2 separate regions of the Mus musculus genome follow, and region 1 is linked to region 2. Evidence: chromatin contacts called from public Hi-C data. All regions are on one chromosome and are shown on one strand. The core of a region is the stretch at or near the end of the contact, and the rest is flanking DNA. Distances in the headings are between cores, read along the strand shown. Region 1 overlaps Zfpm1 (zinc finger protein, multitype 1). Region 2 has its middle 9.2 kb from the start of Gm34413.

Region 1 (4,880 bases), core at 1,411-3,910, 250 kb before region 2:
CACTTGGGGTTCTCATGACTCCTTTCTCTTCCTCAGGGATTGTAGCATACCCTTGGTGGTGGGCAGGCCACCCTAGCTAAGCACGGTGGCAGGCCCACCAGGTGCTTCTGTGAGCCATACTGCCCTCTACTGTCCCGAGTCTCCACTAGTGTTGAAATCAAGAGCAGGATTTGATGGGTGGGGTGGGTGGGGTCACAGTCTGCTGGGGAAGGGAGAAAGGTCTAAATGGGGGTCCCCAAAAGGCCCAATGGATGGTATATATTGCCCCAATAAGACATGTATATGAAGTCTTCAGAGGGGAACCATTGCCTGAAGCATGGGACCCCCATTCCAACCGTTCCCTGGTCAGTTTGGGTGGATTTGGACAGAGCTGAGCCCTATGCAGGGCCTGGGGAGGTCATGCTTAAGATCTCCAGGGCAGGGGGCAGCCCAGCCAACTCCGCTAAAGCCCAACTCTATCCAAGGTGCTCTGGCAGGGGCTCGGTACCACTGAGCCTTGATGTTCCTACCCATGGACCAATCCCAGTGCGTGGGGAAGATGTACACCTGGCAGAGGTGAGTGGCTGGGGGCAGTGTTATTCCCTGTTCTCATGGATGCTCATGGGCCAAGCATCGTGAGGTGGTACAAGGGCAGATGGGTTCCATCAAGCCGCAGCGGCAGCAGCTTGGCAAGCAGAAGTATACAACGGAGTGGAGAGTTGGAAGAGGGACCAGAGGGAGAGATGAAGGGTGTCCTGCCTGCAGGGCACCGGGGTGAGGAGGCAGACCATGGTGACCTGAGGCTATCTTGAAGGGAGGAATGTGCCAGGCAGGGTTGAATGGAGCCGGAGTGGCTTAGCAAGCAGGCTCCTGGGCACGTGATGGTGACTGAAGCAGTGCTATGGTGTCGGCTGCACACGAGGAGCTGACATGGGTGGTTTACTTTGGAGACACAGGCAGAGGCTCATAGTGACTGACCTTGGGGTCTGTGACTAGGGACCAACTGCAGGCCATAGAGTGAGGGGCAGGAGGGTTAGGCAAGAGCTGGTGATCTGTAGAGCCCTATAGCTAAGGAACAGGGTAGACTGAGCAGGGTTGGGCTTCCGACAGTGGGACCAGGGAAAGACCCTGTCCCTCCTGCATGGTAAAGGCAAGGGAGGGCAGACTGCTCTGCCAAGGTGGAGAAAGGAGTTTATGGAGTGACTGAGGCCAGAGGCCAGGCCTTGGGCATGAGCATCAGGAAGGTGGAAGGATGCATGGCATTCTGGGAAGGGCCCTTAAGAGGAGACCAGGAGGGATGCTCCAGACTGGGCAGGCCTGTGAATGGACTCTCAGGAACATTTATTCTTGTGTAAACCCAGGTCCATCAGCAGGCCGCCTCAGAAGGCTGCAGGAGAGGTGGACTGGCCGACAGGGCCCGGGTCCTTGGGGTATGGTATTTTCAGGGCTCTCTGTCAGCTTCTACAGCTGCCGGTTAAGACTTACAGAGTTGGAGAACAGCCATGTTCACACCTTCTCAGGGGACCAAGCAGAGAGGCCAAAGCAATGGCTAGACTGCCATTGCTTTGGTTCTGCCAGACGTGGCCTACAGCCGGCCAGCCACGGACTACAGGGGGTATACCCAGGCCCAACTCTGTAGTCATAAGTACCCACCCCTGTTGTGACGGGAGGGGCACTTTGGGACTTGGTCCTCTTTCTCGAAGACTCAGCAAGAACAAGGTTTCACTCTCTCTAGTAGTCTGCAATTGGATGCACTTTCTGGCAGGGCAGCGGGTGAGCTAGAGGCAGAGGAAAAGAACTCTGCAGGGGCGGTTGAATCCCTGGAGCGGGCTAAGTCCTGGAGGAAACGGTGGGGTGCCCTTTGCAGGGCCGCACAAGCTGGGGTATGGAATGAGGCCCACTAGATCTAAGACAACAGGCTGGGCCTCCAGCGAATTTATCACACCGAATGTCTTTATTAAGTGTCAAGGGTCCTGGTGGTGCGGCCCCACAGGCTCACTTTACGTGCTCGGCGGCGTGAGAAGAGCAGTAATACTTCTTGTGCGCGATGAAAGTGGACAGGCTGCTGAACCTGATGTTGCACAGGCGGCAGTAGCGGTGGCCGCCACCACCACCCGGCGCAGGAGCAGGAGCTGGCGGGCCCTTGCTGGGTGTCCGAGCGCCTTGATCTGCTGGGTCAGAAGGCGTATTCTCGGGAGCAGGGGAAGGAGAGCGTGGTGCGCGGCCGTCGGGGCTGTCGCGCGGAGCACGCTCGGCAGGTGTGCGGGGCTCAGCGCCCGGGCTGGCCGCTGGCTTGGCCACCTGCAGGCCGTGTGCCTGGCGCAAATGCTCAACCAGGTCGCCGCGAACGCGCCCGTTGGGCGGGCAGTAGGGGCAGAGGGCAGTGGTGCGCAAAGGCGCGGCGGGGCATGAGTACTTCTTGTGAGCCAGGTAAGCTTCGAGGCTGTGGAAGCTTACGCGACATGCGGTACACTCGTGGTAGTCGGCCAGCGCGGGCAGAGCTGTTGGTGCATCCGGGCTCTGGCGACGCGGCCGCTTGCTCAGGTCTATGGGGCCGTCGGGGACCGGGCTCGGAGAGAGCGCGGGGGCAGGGCCGGCGCTGGCGCTCCCAGGTCTCGGAGAAGAGGGCAGCTCCGCAGTGGGGGAGGGTACAACTGGCACAGGGGCGGGGCCTGCGGCTGGGGGCGGGGCGCCAGCTGCGGGCAGCTCGTACAGCTTGCGACGCCGGCGCGTGCGCACGGGTGGCGCTGTCAGCGCAGGAGCCGCGGGTCCCGGTGCGGTCGTGGGTGCGGGTGGCCGGCGCGGCGGCGGGTCGTGGCGCGAGGCGCAGTAGTAGCGCTTGTGCACAGTGTAGGTTTCGTGGCGGCTAAACCGGATGTTGCAGGCCTCGCACAGCGTGCGGCTCGGATCGTCCTCTGCGTCGTCTACGGAGCTGCCCGGGCTCTGGCTGCCCTCGCTGCCCCGGCCCGCGGCCTCGGCCTCCGGAGTAGTCGTGCCACTCGCCTCTTCCTCTCGTGGCCCGGGCCCCGGCGACGAGCGTGACGGGTCTGGCTCTGCGGCGGCACCTGCGGGCGCGCGGGCCGGGCCGGTGGCCGCTTTGGGTCTGCGCACAGTGGGCGGGTCCTCGGGCGCGCGGCGGCCCGAGCAGTAGAGGCGCTTGTGCACATAGAAGTTGTTGATATTGTTAAAGGTGATCTCGCACTCAAAGCACGTGGCACCCTTAGTCCCCGAGAAGAGGCCAGTGGGTGTTCCCGCTGCGCCGGAGCTCCCTGCACCCTGCTGTAGCCGGTTGTGCACCAACTCGGACATCTTGGCCAGGATCTCCGAGGCCTGTGGCGCCGTAGGGACGGTGGTTGTGCCCGCGTCCGGACTGAACACATATTGTGGCAGAAAGAGTGTCCCGGCCATTGTTAGCTCTCCCGGCCCTGGGCTAGAGCCAGGCGTGGGGCTGGACAGTTCTGTCTTCACCCTGACTGGATTGGGGCTGTGTGGTGAAGGTGTCCGAGACGGAGCCTGGGGACCTGGCTCTCCCGGACCGGAGGCACGGGTGGCTTCAGGCTCCTCTGCAGCCTCCACCTTGATGGTCCTGGGGGCTGCAGGGGACTCACTGCTGCCCCCATTTTGGGGGGGCACTCTGGTCTCTCCGTTGGTGACTTCGGCCTTACTGTCCAGTCCTGAGGATGGGGTGGGTGCCTTGTCAGCGGGAACCAGGGGGCTGTGCATCAGCGAGTGCTGTTGAAAGCCTGCCAGGCTGTCTACAAGAACACAGGGCTGCATGTCAGGCCCAGGGCAGGCCCTAGGTAGGATGTGGTAGGCAGAAGGGATTGGGGTTCTAGGGTTGACAAGGACACCATGTGATGCCTATGGACAGGCCCCTCCCCCCTTCACTTATCCAAGGGCCAGTGAGGCTCCAGTATGGCTGCTTACCTGGAGGAAGTTTGGCTGCTGGGTGTCCAGCCCCTGGTGAGTAGATCTCACCCTTGGAGCCTGGCTGGCACACCATGTGGTTTGTCACCAGGTGACTGTAGAGGATGTCCCTTGTGGTGGATATGAAGCCACAGTTGTGACAGACACCTGTAGGCCACACTGTTGTGGTCAGGTTCCTGGGGCTCAGGTTTAGCCCCAGAGACCCCATCCCGGCCCCCTCCAGCACACCTACCGCTGAGCGTGTCTGTGTGCACCTTGAGATGGCGTTCACAGTTGGCCTTGGTGGTGAAGGCCGACAGGCAGATGAGGCACACGAAGGGGCGCTCTCCTGGAACACAGAGATGGATCCCAGTGACAAGGAAGGAACACTGGCCCTTTTAGTTCGCATCAGTCATATGCCGCCCAGCGTCAAGTACACACCCAGCCTTTTATTAAGTGTGCATATAGCCACAGGTAAGCCTTGCGCTAGGCTGTGGAGGGACGGGGAACTGCATAGCACATGGTGGCAGAGCAAGCTTTCCTGACCACCAGTCCAGTGCAGGGCCTGGCTTGGCCAGGGCAGGCACGGGGCACTCACCACTGTGGCTGCGCATGTGGATCTCCAGCGAGCTGGCGCTGGGGCAGCTCTTTCGGCACTGGGGGAAGGGGCAGACACGCTCATTGGGGTAGGTCTCTTTGGGTTTCTCTTCCGTCGCCGAGACAGGAGAGCCTGCACGCTGGCGGCTGGCACAGTAGTAGAGCAGGTGGGCTTGCAGGTTCCGCTCACTACGGTACCAGATCCCGCAGTCTTTGCAGGGGAAGACGTCCTCTGGTAGGGGTACAAGTGGGGGTGAGGTACTGACTGGATGAGGAAGGGCCTGGCCTTGACAGCTCCAGGCTGAGGTACTGGCTTTTGGTGGCTTAGCTCTCCTTTCATTGTGTCCCTGAAGGCCCCGTCTAATCGTAGGACCCACCCAGGCACTGGGGATTCTCCT
Region 2 (5,309 bases), core at 1,750-4,249:
TAGGCAGTGGTCCCATGCTGCTCCCACATCCACACCACAGAGGCAGTACTACCATGGAGGCAGAGCCCTAAGTGTCAGGGGATCCTCTGCCGTCAAACAGGCTGTCAGCTAAGACTGAGGAGGAGCCACCTTCAAGTCTCACACCAAGCCTCAGTGCCCCCGTTCTGACACAAAAAAAGACAGCCCTGCCCTTCCTCCACCAGGGACACAGAGATACTGCTGGCTCATTTGTCTGTGAAGATTTTTTAAAAATCATTATTGTATAACAGGGAGCATGGAGCATCCCTTAGTGCATAGCTAAGGTCTTAAATCACAGGAAGTAGGCTGGGGGAGAGAGCTAACGTTTGGATGAGATGTCTGCTCGGAAGGAAAAGCCAAAGTCAGAAGGAGCCCAGCCATCCCTTTTCTCCAGGAGCTAAGCTGAGCAGAGAACCCGGGGAGCAGTCATTGATGCTCAGCTCACGCTCTCCCCACTCCCACTCCCTGTGCCCGTTCATTCATCCACCTTGTCCCCGAAGCTCACGAGCACCGTATTCATGGCGTCCTGGGAAGAGCAGCAGGCGTGAGTGAAACCAAAGCCTGACATAACGATCCCCATGAAGAAGAGGGCAGACAGCCTGAACCTTACGTACCAAGGACAAATCTGCCTAGAGCTTCTGTGGCATACACTGCACCAGTGCACACAGAGATCCTTAATCCACAACCCTCTGCAATGTGCCTTCAAGTCTACACATGCAGGAAAACGGACCAGAGGAGGTCCACCTGCAGTATGGCATCATACCAGAGAGGGCTAGTCGCCTCACATCCTATAGTGCCCTGGCTCTAGACTGGCCATCCATCCAGGGCAGTCTTGGGAGAATGGACCAGCTGTTTCCAGCAGCTAGAGCAGAGCTGGAGAGGGCAGTCCCCCAGGCAGTGGCAAGGGCAGCTGATGCAGCATGTGCAGAGCTATGGAGGAAAGGAACAGTGGCAAGGCTACTCACAGAGTCAGCTCAGCAGAGCGGAGGGAAGGGGACAGCCGGGAAGTTGCCCGTCGTCACAGAGGAAGCCAGGGCCGGGGACATGCTAAGTGCTCAGGGCAAAGGCTTCAGTGGGAAGAAAGCATGGAAGGCCTCTGGAAGATGTAGCCTTCCATTCCGGCCTTCACGTTGACAGCTACTTCAGCATACAGCTAATAAATGGTGTGGGGGACCCAGGCACTGTCCCTCCCCCCCCCACACACACACACTCAGGCAGCAGTGGCACCAACTCCAAGTTTTGATGTAGCTCAGAGAGGAGCCAGAGCGTGGCTCGGCCTCCTGCTGCAGAGTCTGGTACCGGATGCCCTGGTACTGAATGCTCTGTGATGGGCCACCTCCCCAATCATTCTAACAGAAGTTGGAGAAGGCTCACCTTAGTGTCATCACAGGCCAGTGTGTGACACAGGACCAAAGAATCCTGAAGGCCCTGAGGGATGAGACTCCAGGACCATGAAAAACTGTGACAGAGAGGTGACCTGGGTAAGAAGGCTCAAGTGAGCCCTGGCTCTCACTTCAGTGGCTAGGAGGACCTGTTTCCTCTGTTGGTGGAGACACTGACACCTTAATTCACAGGTTACACCAACAGTCATGATCTTGGGGTACTGACCTGACATCATCTTGTGTAGCATAGATCCCATAAAGCTTTGCACACAGCCAGCCACCCCCAAGCAGCCCGTGGGGCACACAGCCAGCCCCCCCCCCCCCGCAAGCAGACCCCATGGGGCTATCTGAAGCTGAAAGTGCTGCCTTGGAGGAGACAGAGATGGGACATTTCCTATAGAGGGAAGCCTCTGTTTGGGGCTGTTTTCTCTGAGGCTTTGTTACCAAGGACATCCTATTCCAAGTCCTGCCCCTCACCTGAGGTCACCGTCCATCTCTGCAGAAAGACACTAATTATTTCCATCCCTGCTAGCCAGGTTGGTGCTCACGGGCCAGGCTGTGTTTGGCACGGTGATGAGGTAGGCTGGAGAAGGGGAGCCTGCACCGTGGCCGGGTGCCCTAGTGTGTCCCCAGTGGCTGCTCTGCACTGCGCATGCGTACAGGGCCTGCCGCTGCTTTCTCGCCTGCAGCGTGTTTCCTGGGGGCCAGCCATGTCCTAAGCCACCCTTCATGAAACCTCTCTGCAGCAGGCTCTCCAGACTCACCCTAACTTTAAAGGTGTAACCCCGGCAGTCAGCCTTCGAGTTTGTGCTCAGTGGGTTCTCAACGCCCGTGTCAACGGGTCTCTGGTAGAGAAAGGGCATGCTTCTACAAACGGTGGAGGACAACCGGTTCTCCCTATAGGAGAGAAGGAAGTTGGACTCTGCCTGGCACCACACAGAGGTCAGCATGTGTGGAGGACCTGACTGTAAGAGTTGAAGCTTTAGCAGTCTCAGAAGAAGAAAAGGCATTCATAACACATTCATAACCTCGGATCAGGCCACTGAGATAAGACCAAAACCAAAACCAAGATGAGGGAAACGGGTGGCCACACCAGAGCCAAAAGTTCTGTGCTAAGCAAGAGGAGAAAAGGTCACGTGGTGGAGACTGTGCCCACCATCGGACGAGGAACATGCTTCTAGAACAGGTAAAGGTGTCCCTTGAGGCAGAACTAAGGGGCAACCCAGATTAAAATGTGGGCGATGGGGGTGAGGAGACGCTCGAGAGGAAGGAACACTTGCTAAGCAAGCATGGATGTGGAGTCTGTATCTCCCAATGCTGGGGGCAGAGACAGGATGACTGCTGGGACTTGCTAACTGTGAGCCTAGCCTGAGGTCAAGGAGGCAGCCTGTATCAAGAGAGGAAGGCTGAGCATGCCCAATGTCCCCCCACACATATGAACATATAGACAGAAAATGTGAACACAGTTAGCAAGGCCACAGAATACAGGGCCAGGGTCACGGGGCCATGATTGGCAGGGCCTCCCTTCACAAGAGGCTTATGCCGGGTCTGGCGACAGCAGCTCAGGGGCTGAAAATCTGAGCCGATGAGTCAACAAAACCCTAGATCATAGCAACCACACCCCACCCCTGCATGCAGAGCTCGCTGCTTCTGGAGAGGACCAGCCCACAGGAACAATTGTCACAGGATCCTCCTGGCTGCAGGGCACTGTTCTGCAGTGTCTATCCTGCGTGCCCACCACACGGAGGCAGACCTGGTGCTGGTGGTCTGGGCAGGATGGCTGGAGCCACAATTGATGTGGAGCGGGCACTAGGTGGGATGTTGGCAGACGTGCAGGGTGCCTCCATGACCCCAATAAGGGTCCCACAGCCCCACTGTGTGTTGGATGCTAGACATTCACGGACGGACGGCCATGTGTGAGGTAGGCTCTCTGATCCTCGGGAAAAGCAAGGAAGGCAGCAGCCTCAGACAGACACACTAAAGAAGGTCCCCTTTCCTCCCACTGGATGCCCAGCCTACATCATCATCTATGCTGCTAAGGAATGGAGAAGAAGGAGGGCAGGCAGCTGGGAGGTCGCCCACAGTGTTCACACCTCCTCCTCCTGACTCCCTTCCTGAAGAGTGTTTCCGGGATTTTTAGCCTGTGCTTATGTACCATGCTCAAAATAATAAATATTGACAACATCTTAAACATCTCACAAATGCCCTTGAGCTAGGAAAATTGTAGACTTAAAAAAAAAAAATTCTTCCCAGACTTTGTTTCTCCTTCAACCAATAGGAACAGCAACTGGGTTCCCAGTTCACCTGAGCTTTCCGACTGGGAATGGGGTGGGGGGTGGGAGGTAAGAGCCGTGAGTCTTTTAAAGACACAGAAGAAAGAAGCCCCAAGAAGAGGTTGGAATTACGATGATGAGCAGAAAAGAATGTAACTCACACCTGCCATTGGCTGGGCTGTGTCTTGCTGACCTCTGCCATTGGCTGGGCTGTGATTTGGTGACCCCTGTCATTGGCTGGGCTGTGTCTTGCTGACCCCTGCCATTGTCTGGGCTGTGCCTTAGTGACCCCTGCCATTGTCTGGGCTGTGCCTTGGTGACCCCTGCCACTGGCTGGGCTGTGCCTTGGTGACCCCTGCCACTGGCTGGGCTGTGCCTTGGTGACCCCAGTGTGACTGTGTCTGGACGCAGAGGCTTCTGGATAACTGAAGTAAGATGATGTTGCAGGGATGAGGCCCAGCTGCAGTGAGTCTGATGACCTCCTTAGAAGAGGAAAAGACACTAGGGCCTCTGGCTGCCTGGCTGGCTGGTCCTCTGGTGCAGAAGGGAGGCCACCTGAGGATGATGACACAGAGAGAAAGCCCTCTTCTTTTTCATTTTTTTTTTGAGGCAGGCTCTAACATAACCTAGGCTGATCCTGAACCTGCTATGTAGCTAATCCCCCTGCCTGCACCTCCTAAGTTCTGGGATCACAGGTGTAGACCAACAGGCCCAGGGCTTCATGCATCCAAGCCACGCACTCTACACTCTGAGCAGCACCACCAGCCACTGGCCTCCTGAAAGCTCTAAAAAGAGGTTCCTAGAGAAGCCAATGTGACTGGTTCCTTGGACACAGTCTTCCAGTCCCAAGCATCTTGTCAGAGGCATCTGACTGTACTGGGTCCTGACCTTGCTAACAATGGCTATGTGCTAAGCCTCACCAGTGACTGGCTGACACATCTTTCTCCCAGTTGCAAAAAGTCCTTCCAGGAACCGGCTTCTCTGTCTTATCTCCATTCACTGCTCTCTGCCAGGACATCAAGTGACTTCACCACCCTATGACGTTACCAGAATAGAAGAATACAACCAGATGGACCTCCTGCTTTGCGGGTCCAGGGCTTGAGGAGACAGTGGGGACAGGGCACAGCATGAAGCTCTGGCACGGACACAGGCCCCATGACCATGAGTGAGAGACGCTGAAGCAGCTGATGGGGAACCTGCTCTTCAGCGCTCCTGCCCAGCTCCTTCACCCTGTTCTGGGTACAGCAATGTGTCTATAACCTCAGGACTGGGTGTGAGACAGAGACAGGAGGATACCTGGAGCTTACTGCCCACCAGTCTAAGTGAATGGATGAGTTCCAGGTTCCGTGAAATATCCAGTCCCAAAAACTAAGACCCAGATCAATATAAGAAGACACCCAATGCCAACGTCTGCCTCCAGATCTATATGCACATGTGGGTTAGCACACCGACACATGCATGTCCGTACAACACACCACACACACAGAGAGAGAGAGAGAGAGAGAGAGAGAGACAGAGACAGAGACAGAGACAGAGAGAAAGAGAGAGAGAGAGAGAGTGTGTTATTACCTCTTAATTGAAGCATTCTCTCCTAAAGGGAGAAGAAAGACTCATAAAGACTTGAGGCACACTGAGC

Evidence for each region. Hi-C and Micro-C count contacts between places; a contact is called where the count stands out from the background.
Region 1: a contact with region 2 is called in a Hi-C map of cerebral cortex, with 3 times the contacts expected there. The contact joins two enhancer-like sites. A contact is called at or near these places in 1 of 15 datasets of contacts at CTCF or cohesin (the NIH/3T3 cell line), 4 of 484 Hi-C or Micro-C datasets (the G1E-ER4 cell line, cerebral cortex, liver and 1 more), 2 of 115 datasets of contacts at active chromatin or transcription factors (both in embryonic stem cells) and 2 of 9 other capture datasets (embryonic stem cells and pancreatic islet).

Annotation. Positions count from the first base shown.
Region 1 is chr8:122,334,286-122,339,165 of GRCm38.p6, reverse strand. Zfpm1 (zinc finger protein, multitype 1) reads right to left here. Exons shown (of 10, transcript NM_009569.4): 7 at 4,484-4,714; 8 at 4,139-4,234; 9 at 3,907-4,053; 10 at 1,304-3,734. The coding sequence ends at 1,975. Among named protein-coding and RNA genes, the nearest start is that of Gm46056, 7.8 kb to the left of the region's middle. Within about 2 kb of position 2,660, at least 44 of the 459 cell types and tissues checked have an H3K27ac peak or open chromatin away from gene starts, as enhancers often do. A contact at or near this core is called in cerebral cortex, where this site is marked.
Region 2 is chr8:122,082,976-122,088,284 of GRCm38.p6, reverse strand. It overlaps a transcript of Zfp469 not described here. Among named protein-coding and RNA genes, the nearest start is that of Gm34413, 9.2 kb to the left of the region's middle. Within about 2 kb of position 2,999, at least 39 of the 459 cell types and tissues checked have an H3K27ac peak or open chromatin away from gene starts, as enhancers often do. A contact at or near this core is called in cerebral cortex, where this site is marked.